Regions from separate parts of the Pan troglodytes genome. Here region 1 is linked to region 2. The links are chromatin contacts, called in public HiChIP or PLAC-seq maps. All regions are on one chromosome and are shown on one strand. Each heading gives the region's core, a stretch centred on a gene start, on an enhancer-like site or on the middle of the called end of the contact. The rest is flanking DNA. Distances are from core to core; before and after follow the strand shown. Region 1 holds the start of FBXO43 (F-box protein 43). Region 2 holds the start of RNF19A (ring finger protein 19A, RBR E3 ubiquitin protein ligase).

Region 1 (4,934 bases), core at 1,203-3,702, 160 kb before region 2:
AACAAAGTCTAAGTATTTTTTAACCTTTTAAATCTATACTCGTTTTTGATAAATGTCATACATGTCCCCTTCTGATCTACATCCTCTCAGATCACTGCTAACTTCTGCACATGGTCACAAACCAAATAGATTTATCAAATTGCTTTTTTATAATTTTGTTATATTTTTAAACAATTGTTTTACAAATATTAAATTAATAAAGTAGAATGCATATTAAAATTACATCTCCACCCATGAACTGTTTTCTCCCTCTCTGAAGGTAATTCTGTTAAATAACACTTTTCACTCAATTTGCGTCACAGCCCTTTTATTTTTAATTTTTAATTTTTTTATTTTTTATGAGACGGAGTCTTGCTTTTTCGCCCAGGCTGGAGTGCAGTGGCGTGATTTCTGCTCACTGCAGCCTCTGCCTCCCGGGTTCAACCAATTTTCCTGTATCAGCTTCCCCACTGACTGGGATTACAGGCGCCCACCACCACGCCCGGCTAATTTGTGTATTTTTAGTAGAGACGGGCTTTCGCCATGTTGGCCAGGCTGGTCTCGAACTCCTGACCTCAGGTGATCCACCCAACCTTGGCCTCCCAAAGTGCTGGGATTACAGGCAATAGCCAACGCGCCCGGCAGGTCACGGTCCTTTTAAAAGGTTATGGCAATTGTACTGCTACTTCACCACTAGGTGTCTCACAATGCTAGAATTTGGGAAACTCAGAGGCAAATTGTTAAAAACAAAGTGGGGAATGCAGATATTATCTCTTTCCCCTAAAATGTTATCCAAAAATCTATTCTGGCCGGTGGCTCACGCCTGTAATCCCAGCACTTTAGGAGGCCGCGGCGGGAGAAATGCTTGAGTCCAGGAGTTTAAGACCAGCCTGGGTAACATAGTGAGACCCCATCTCTTAAAAAAAAAAATTGTTTCTGTTCATCTACACACTTGAAGTTGCCTCCAATGTCCTTTCTCTGCTATCATTTTCATCTTTCTACTACCCCAAGACGTTGGTCTCAAACGTGGTTCTTCGCAACTGAACTTTAAAATTATTCATGTAAAATCATGGACTGTCTGTTGTATTTTATGGACTCAACAGTTCACGGATAAATCAATCAAGCCTCTTCGATATTCATTTTTAAAAACTAGGCTTCTGATAAAAGGCGAGAAAACTTATTCCTAAAGTGTTCTTTAAGAAAAAAAAAAAAAAAAAGCAGCGGCCGGGCGCGGTGGCTCACGCCCGTAATCCCAGCACTTTGGGAGGCCGGGGCGGGCGGATCACGAGGTCAGGAGAGCGAGACCATCCTGGCTAACACGGTGAAACCCCGTCTCCACTAAAAATACAAAAAAATTATCCGGGCGTGGTGGCGGGCGCCTGTAGTCCCAGCTACTCGGGAGGCTGAGGCAGGAGAATGGCCTGAACCCGGGAGGCGGAGCTTGCAGTGAGCCGAGATCGCGCCACTGCACTCCAGCCTGGGCGACAGAGCGACTCCGTCTCAAAAAAAAAAGAAAGAAAAAAGAAAAAGAAAAAAAAGAAAAAGCACCTACCACATCAGAGAATGAAATACTTACATTAAACCCAAATGTTCTTCATTTGTTAAAGTGGAAACTCTTACCATCAGTAAATCTTGAGCTCTTAGATGTGAAAGTTACGTAGGCTTCCAAACAAGAAATTCTCTCATCTTTGTCTTTAAAATTCATGCCAAAATAATGCCACTTAAAGAGGAAAACTTTAGTTTGCACAATTAATTGAAAGGTGCAGCAGCATCATGATTGCTCAAAGTCGAAGGGTACACAGGGTGCATGCCGCAGGGATTATTCCTAACACTTGAGAAGGTCTAAATCATTTTGAATTTCCTTCAGCCCTCCAGAAAATAGTTATCTTAATATCCTTGTTTTCTCCAGCTGGACTTAGACATGAGTAAACTCCCCAAATTCGGGTTCCTGAAAAGGCAATGTGTGCTGCAGCCTGGCACTGACTCCCCCGAGGAGCTATGGCGGGCGGGTGGGTAACGGTCTCACCAGGGCGTCAAAGATCCGCTAGGCCCAGAAAGCCAAGGGCAGCAGGGGATGGGCTGGAGTCACCGGGAGCGGAGGAGTGAGGGCTGCCGCGCGCCTCCCTAGGCCCAGCACCTGGAAGACACAGGGCGACGCGGGGCCGGGCCGCCGGGAGACCCGCTAACGGGCACTCGCCTGGGGTCCCCCCGCCGCCTGCCTGGAGGCCGCGGGGCCGGGCGAGGCGCCGAAGCGGACAGGTGGGAGAGGAGCCGGGCAGCAGCCGCTGGATGCGCCGGGGAGAAGCCTCGGCCTCGCCCCCTGGGATGCGGGCTATGGCAACCCCCACGCCAGCTTCGCGTGGGGCCGCTGCCTTTACCTCCTTAGGTTTGAACGGCCCGCCCGGAGTAACCGCTAAGCGCAGCCCCGCCCCGCGCCGCGCTGTCCCGCCCCTTCCTCCGGCTCTGCAGCGCTCCCGCCCGGCCGCCCGCAGGCCTGGGTCCTCGCTTGAGCGGGAGGAGCGCCCCCTCTCTCGCTCACCCCTGCACCCGTCCCGAGGCGGGTCAGAAAGGCTCTGCTTCTCCCCATTCCCACTTTGGGAAGCATTACCGTATTTAGGAATGCTAACGTGGCCTACAGTGGGATGCCATTAGAAATCATGTATGAGAATGTTCCCTTGGAAATGATTCTCCAAACTGTCAAATGCAAAAAGCAAGTTACAAACTGACCCCTTTTAAGTTAAAAATATGGATATACACAGGATGAGGTCTGAAAGGTATGAATAACTTGGATACGGTACCTTTGTACAGGATTATGTTTGCTTTTTAGTTCTTTTTATCTGTGTTTTCTTCTCATGTTTCAACAATGAATATATACAGATTTTGTGATAAAAAAGCTGAGCCGGGCCTGGTGGCTCACGTCTGTAATCCCAGCACAGAGGTGGGAGGATCACTTGAGCCAAGGAATTTGAGACCAGCCTGGGCAACATAGTGAGACCCCCATCTCAAAAAAAAAGATTTTTAAAAAATCTATTCATAAAAACCAGAGTGAAATGTGTTCATTGTTTACAAACATCCCTTTTTGGGCATCATGAACTCCCAAGTACCCTCAAAGCCAAATAAATTTTTTAAACCCTAATTTTTTCATTCAATAAATATTTACTGGGTGTCTATTATATGCCAGGGACACTCCTGCTGCTCTTGGCAGCTTCTTCCTAGTCTCCTTTTTCTGGCTTCTTTTCCTTGGCCTACTCCCTAAATGAGAGGTCCTACCTCAGCATTTTTATTAGTTTATCATCCCATGCTTATGTAATTCTTATTCAGAACTTCAACCATCACTTTTAAGCCAATAACAGGCACTACCACCACTCTTCTCTGACTGGACATTTCTCCATCTGGATGTCCCTCAGTCATCCAAAACCAAACTCACTAAAATTATTATTATTATGAGACAGGGTCTCGCTCTGTCACCCACGCTGGAGTGCCGTGGTGCAATCTTGGCTCACTGCAACCTCCACCTCCCAGGTTCAAACGATTCTCCTGCCTCAGCCTCCCGAGTAGCTGGGACGACAGGCACCCGCCACCACGCCTAGCTAATTTTTGTATTTTCAGTAGAGACGGAGTTTTGCCAGGTTGGCCAGGCTGGTCTCGAACTCCTGACCTCAGGTGATCCACCTGCCTCGGCCTCCCAAAGTGCTGAGATTACAGGCATGAGCCACTGTGCCCGTCCACTAACAGTTATTAAATTCCAACTATGTGCCAATTACTGTGCTAGGTACTGGGAATACAGAGCTGACACAGCCACAGTTACTGCTGTTAAGGAGCTCATTGGTATAGAGCAAGTGCTGTAACAGAGGAACAGTAGCAGCACAAAGGAAAGAAGAACCAGCTAACTCTACTGGAGAACAGAGTGCATGAGATAGATTTTGATGTACAAGTGGCAATTTAAAAGGCAGACAGCAGGAAATTCCAAACTTAAAATGTATAAGGGCAGGAAAATTTCAAACTCAAAACAAAATGTGCAAGGGCAGTTGGGCACATGGAGAAGCTGCAAATAATTTGTTATAAGCAGAAACTAAGAGTTGTTAGAGGAAAGGATTAGAGAAAATTCCTGAGAAGTGAAGAAGCTAAGTATTGGGAAGTTCTGGATGCACCTTCAGAGTCTGAAGAGCATTTTAGAAAGTCCACTCTGGTGGCAGAATGGAGGACAGAATGAAGAGAGGCAAGGGTGGCTGCTAGGAGACCAGTAGGAAGCTACCGCATTTCTCCAGAAGGCAGTGGGGGGTGGAGCAGAACCAAGATGTGACATGTTCAGTTGGCAGAATCAACTGCATGGGGCAAGGAGTGAGGGAATGAAGAGTATAGGCTTGGGAGAAAATAAGATGCATTTAGTGTGAGGTTGTTAAGTTTGAGGTACCTGTAGGACTGTAAAGAATTAATGAATTACACATTCTTCAAGACAGCACCTCTCTGAAGCCTACCCCCACACTCCCTGGCAGAGTGAATAGTACCCTCTCTAGCTCTTCAAACAAATCTCTATTACAGCCATTTTACCCTTCCCTGCCCCACATTTGCAATTCTCCTGCAGAATTCTACTGAATTTTCTCTGTGTAGTTTACTACCTTCTAAAATCCCATATTATCTACTCATTTTTGTTTAATGTCTGCTCCCCATCTCCATCCCAATGTAAACAGGGCAGGGAATTTTGCCTATGATTAAGTAAAATCCACATAACCCCAAAACCATTTAAACATTGCCCTTTTCTTTTTTCTCCAGTTAATTTATTTTTCTTGACATATTTTATTATGTCTGAGGAGTAAAAGACTATATCGTATCTCCTTTATATTGTTCAAGGAAGAATCATTGTCACCTCTCCCCACCTAAAAATGGGCAAAAAGACACCTAGTTATACAGTTTGCCTGAGCTTTACTTACATACTCCAGATTGAAGCCACTGAG
Region 2 (5,525 bases), core at 2,287-4,786:
GAAATACACAAGTTTTAAACACCCAAAGTGATTTCACTGCCTGTTTGGTTGAAGCCTACCACCATCTGAAATAAAGGTATGTTCAGCAAGGAAATATTATCCCTTAGTCTTTAGCTGTGCAGGTATGGTTAAGTAAATGAGTTGTTTCAATGTTAGACATCTTCTATCTACTAACGAAGAACTGGCATGACTTAAAAAAAGAAAATTCATAATTACTCCTAGTTGGAGAAAAAAAATTCCTAAGTAAAGAAAAATTTAGCTATTCTCCATAAGTAGTAAGATGAATATTTTGATAAATAGCTTTTAAGCTTAAGTACTACTCCATATATAATCATGGGTCCTTTCAGACAATCTAAATTAAACTACCATTTTGCTATGATGTGCTAGTTTGCCAAATACAATGCAATATGCAATGAAATGTAAATTTAGAAATTCAACTTTACTTTGGGCTTTTGCCCAAGGTGGCCTAATTTTTATCTTGGCAAAGAATGTTAAAAGATCATAAGCTTATTAGTTCAGTACAAAACCAGCCTGCATTTGAAAGTCAGTTTTCACTTATTAATGACATTAGAAAAACGAATAACAATTCCCTAAGATTTCCTATATAACCCGAGAAGAGAAGATGTAAGTGAGCAATTCAGATGTAAATATTAATATAACAAAATTTATCTCCAGCTTACTCTGCGCCCAGCACTTGACTAGGGACTTTTACATGTTATCACAAATATTTTGCCTTCTTTTCCCTACTTGGAAATTACAGAAAACTACATATCTCAACCATCTGTGCCCTGTAGATTAAAAACGACAACAACAACAAACTATATGTGTTGGAGAAGGGGGAGAAATAATCTGAAACCAAAAAATTTCTATATAAATCTAAATAAGTGTTCAAGATACAAACTGCTGCAACAACAAAAAAAAACCGTGGTGGGGAGGGGGTGTCAGAATCTTCCATAATATACAAGTGATTATTTCAAATAGTTAAAACAAAAAGTTTGCTTTTAATTACCCATATTTAATTCTAAACAACCCCATAACAAATAGTATCCTTCAATCCAACCCCAATAAAATAGAGGTGACCCAAGTGTCTTACATCCTCAACTGCAAACATACTGCTTTACGACTTCACTTATATTCAAATTTGGGAAGTGCATTTACTTTCCACCAAGATGCTAAGTATTTTATTTATTCATCCATTTTCTTGAATGAAGTATCTTTAAAAATAGGAATCTTAGCACCTCTCGTGTGTTAGGCAGAAAATAAGTTTCAGTCAAACAAAATACATCAAAAACTCAAGAAATCACCAAAATTTGTTTAAAAATCCCAACACTGTCTGGTTGACAGTATGGACAGTTCTTTATATTAAGTCTACTGATCAACTGAGGCATCCCCTAAATGAGAAAACAAAATTTCCAGTGGCCACTATTTGGTACTAAGAATTAGGTTGTGCTTCAACTCCTAAAATGATGCTGCAGTTTTAAAAATTAATCTTACTGGAATCTCCTGGAAGCTAAGATAGTGAAAAAAATACACTAACATTAGTTGCCAACTGTAATTTTTTCCTCAAAGACACCTTGCGATGACATTAAAATATTTTCCATGGACACGTAAAATTTAAACTTCAGTTAAATTTTATACAGTAATTTAAAAAAAGAGAACATTAATCAGGGCATTAAACTAACAAATTTTAAAAGTGTTTTTTTAGCATAATTTGGTTTATTAAGTCCCAAGACTTAATTCTAAATTTTTACCATGAAACTGTAACAAGGAAAGAACATTTGAAAATACGATCATCGCCATTTTCTAAATAGAGAAGTATTTACATTTTAACTCAATTCAGATAGTTCAGTCAGTGTTAAAGAAGCAAAAACAGGCAAATACGGTAATGGCTTGCATTATAAACAGAAGTGGTAAAATGTGTATTAAGACGGGTAATGGCAAAACTGAAAATAAAACTTAGGCAAACCGTCAGACTTCAAACAACCAAAACTCAATGAATCTAGGTTAAAATAAGAAAAGATATTTTTAAAAAATGAAAAGAACCATGTTCTTTAAAAAAAAAAAAAGTGGAATGTAAGGATCACAATTTAAGACAACCGATCAAAGGGCTGCTTTAAGCCTCTACTGTTTACTAACACTTAAAATTAGCATTTCTAGCCAACATCTAGGTTTGAAAATTGCAACGGCACTTAAACGCCGTCTTTTCTAACGTCACCCCAACAGAACATTCTGCAACATTGTGGACAGTAAACATTAAGCAGAGTAAAGCATCGTTCGTGTATTTATATCTCCAAGGGCCAATGGGAAAAAATTAAACGTTTCTCTCTCCCATATATAGCCTTAACCACTCTCTTCCCTCTTTTTATTTACTGCCCTTGTCGCGGGGTTAATGAACCCTAAACTTCTTTTTCTTCTTCCCATTAATGGAAATGGGAAAAAAAGAGCAACTGCAGAGTGGAACCCAGATAAGAAAAACTGAAAATTCAAAGTAGTAGTATTACTTGCCGGGCGAGGGCTGGGAACACCCTAAAGGCTTAGCACGGGGAGACGATCCCGGAAGACCCCGGTTAACACATACTTCACCCCAAGGCTACACCATTTTGGTGTGATGTGTAATTTTTGCTTTTGAAGGAGGTGGTAGCAGTCTCGGACTAACCTTCCTCGGAACACAGCTCCCCTCCCTAGGGCCCCAGGCAGCACGGCTTGCGGGGCGATGTCCCGGCTCCAAATTTGCAGCGAGGCCCGGAAATCGGTCCCGTTAGAGCCGATTTCACCCGTCAGGAATGCGTTCCGCCCCCGCCGCCTCCCCGCGGCAACCGCCCTTGGGTCTCCCCCGCTTTAGGGGCAGGAGACAGCTCGAGGGGAGCGCCGCCTCGGCCCGTCACAATATCTCCGGGCCGGCCGCCGGCCGCCGGCCGCACAGGCACCAGGAGGACAGGGCTTGGGGCGGATCCCACGCTCCACCTCGGCCCCCGCGGCCCGGGAGGCGCCCGCGCCTGGGCCGGGTAGGGGACCCGGAGCTGCCCGAGGCCTGACCCCCTAAGCCGGCCACGGCCCCGAGCCCACGCTGGACACTGGAGGAGACGCCTTTCCCACCGGACTTCCGAATCCATTTCCGTCCCGGGCAGGGGCGCTAGGGCTGCGGCCCGGCCAGAGCTCCCTGGGTCGTAAGCGAGAGCCGCCCCTTCTCTCCCGCTCCGAGGCGCAAGCTCCTCCGGGTGCCCGCCCGTACCTTTAACTCCTCAGAGCGGCGGCAGCGCAGGGTGGCGGGCAAGTAGGCCCATCTCCCAGCAGCGGCGACAGCAGCCTGAGGAAGCGCGGGGGAGGGTCCCTCCGATGCGCCGAGGCGCCTCTCAACCGGGGCGGAGACGATGGAGGGGAGGAGTCCCGACGGCCGCCTTCCCGAACTCCTCCTCCGCAGTTGTGGCTCGACGGCTGCTCCCGGGAACCAGCGCCGCAACTACCACCTCCCCCTCCCGCAGCCCCCGCTTTCCCCTCCTCCTCCTCCCACTTCTTCCTCCCGCCCCCGGCCGCCCCGCCCCGGCGCGCCGCCCGCGTGCTGTGCGTCATGGCGTCACGCCCACCGGGCCCGCTGCGGGCGGCTCTGGACGCGGTTGTTCCCTTGCGCGCGGTTGTTCCCTTGCGCACGTTCGTTCCGCGCCCGCGCAGGAGCCGCCCCGCTGCACCCGGGTGGCCCCGACTGCAGCCCCCACACCTGTCCCCGGCGGAGGGGACTTCGCCTCGAGCGCGCCGGGCAGTGGGGCCGGTGTCTCCCTGGCCGGTTCTCCGTGGCCCAGAGAGCGTCTCCTCCAAGGACAGGTCGGGGTGGCTGGAGCTGCGCCCGGTTGAAGGGAGTTGCCAGACTCGGCGACCCTGGCTCTTGGCAGTTTGCCCGGCATTATTCATTCCTTTGTGTTCTCAGGGTTCACCTGCTGGATTGGCAGGCCGAGGGAGAGAAGTGCCGGGATGTTGCAGCTCTCGGCGAGGAAATGTCCTTTCCCAGAGGACGGCAGCACCCTGTGCGTCTGCAGCCGCCCTCTTAGTGGACCTGTCTTTGCAGAGGCTGTTAGGAACAGTACTTAGCCACAATAGCAAGCCTACGTGAGGGTTTGGAGAGTATCTTCCATTCATCTCTTTTATTTCATTTTTTTTTTTTACTATTTTGCAGTCAAGTAATCAGAATTCCTATTTCATCTCTAATACATTCCTAATTACTTTAATCCAGCTTTATTTGTTCCTTCCTCTCATATCTTTTCAGCCAGTCATATCCCCTTTGAATGTTTCAATCTACACTAGTCTTGGTATTCTTAGTTGAATAAACAAATTCCGTCTGGGCCTGGTGCATTTCCTCCTGGTTTATTCTCTTCAAGATTTAGATCACTCTAACATAGAATACTGAGAAACGAATGTGATAGAGGCTGGACAGAATGTCCATTTGCCATCTGTTACTTAACTAAATATATCACTCTCCCAGTCCTTGTTTAGTGTGTCTGTGTAATTTAAATTAGAAACAAACCAAGGAGCCATGGTCTTTCCGAATGTACTTGGTATCTTTGGTAACCCAGTAAATGTTTACCAATTAGAAAATTGAACAAGCTAGGCAGTTTAGGTTTAAGTTTCTTTGGCCTGGAATCTTAAAGGAAGTAATTATGGGTATGTTTATTTTCATTTATGGGAAGTTTTAAAGCTGTTATACCTTTAAATGCTACTTGAAGGCTGCCAGCGACTTTACATATGGGATGCTTTAAGCCTACAGATAGCACAAGAATAGTAAGTTAAGTACCCATACATAATATCCTTCTTGAAAATATATCAATATGTTGGCCGGAATTGGTGGCTCACGCCTGTAATCCTAGCACTTTGGGAGGCCGAGGCGGACGGATCACGAGGTCAGGAGATCGAGACCATCCTGGCTAACATAGTGAAACCCCGTCTCTACTAAAAATACAAAAAATTAGCTGGGCGTGGTGGCGGGCGCCTGTAGTCCCAGCTACTCGGGAGGCTGAGGCAGGAGAATGGCGTGAACCCGGGCGGCGGAGCTTGTAGTGAGCCGAGATCGCGCCACTGCACTCCAGCCTGGGCGATAGAGCGAGACTCCGTCTCAAAAAAAAAAAATAAAGAAAGAAAATATATCAACACGTTAAACAACATTTCAGCACAGATGGGGCACTGGCTTGAAAGGGGATTTTGAATAAAGAAGCTGTGCGGAATGAAAATGGTCTTACACTCTGTACAACGGTCATATTTTCCAGAGATGCTGCTTCTGGCTTTCTTGTCTTCCTAAAAATTAGAAGGACTTTCTATTCTTCACTAGGCCAAATAAATCTATTAAAAAACAAATACCCATTGAACATCCCCAACTTGAATTCCTAGAGGCACCTCAGACTCGGGCTGTCCAAGATGTAGTTTGTCCTTTCCTCAAAGCATGCTTCTTTCATTCACCCAGACACAAGCCAGAAACCTAGGATTGTTCCCAGGCCCCATTCTTTTTGTCCCTTCCAATTCATAACTAACCACCAAGTCCT

The links. HiChIP or PLAC-seq counts read pairs in DNA pulled down with a chosen protein or histone mark.
Region 1: an H3K4me3 HiChIP or PLAC-seq map of stem cell-derived excitatory neurons shows a contact between it and region 2, with 2.0 times the contacts expected there. The contact joins the promoter of FBXO43 here to the promoter of RNF19A in region 2. A contact is called at or near these places in 1 of 7 Hi-C or Micro-C datasets (stem cell-derived neural progenitor cells) and 1 of 1 datasets of contacts at active chromatin or transcription factors (stem cell-derived excitatory neurons).

What each region holds. Positions count from the first base shown.
Region 1 is chr7:110,387,929-110,392,862 of NHGRI_mPanTro3-v2.0_pri, forward strand. FBXO43 (F-box protein 43) reads right to left here and starts at 2,453. Exons shown (of 5, transcript XM_001151379.4): 1 at 1,600-2,453. The coding sequence starts at 1,684.
Region 2 is chr7:110,550,641-110,556,165 of NHGRI_mPanTro3-v2.0_pri, forward strand. It overlaps RNF19A (ring finger protein 19A, RBR E3 ubiquitin protein ligase), which reads right to left and starts at 3,537. Exons shown (of 15, transcript XM_063816482.1): 1 at 3,233-3,537.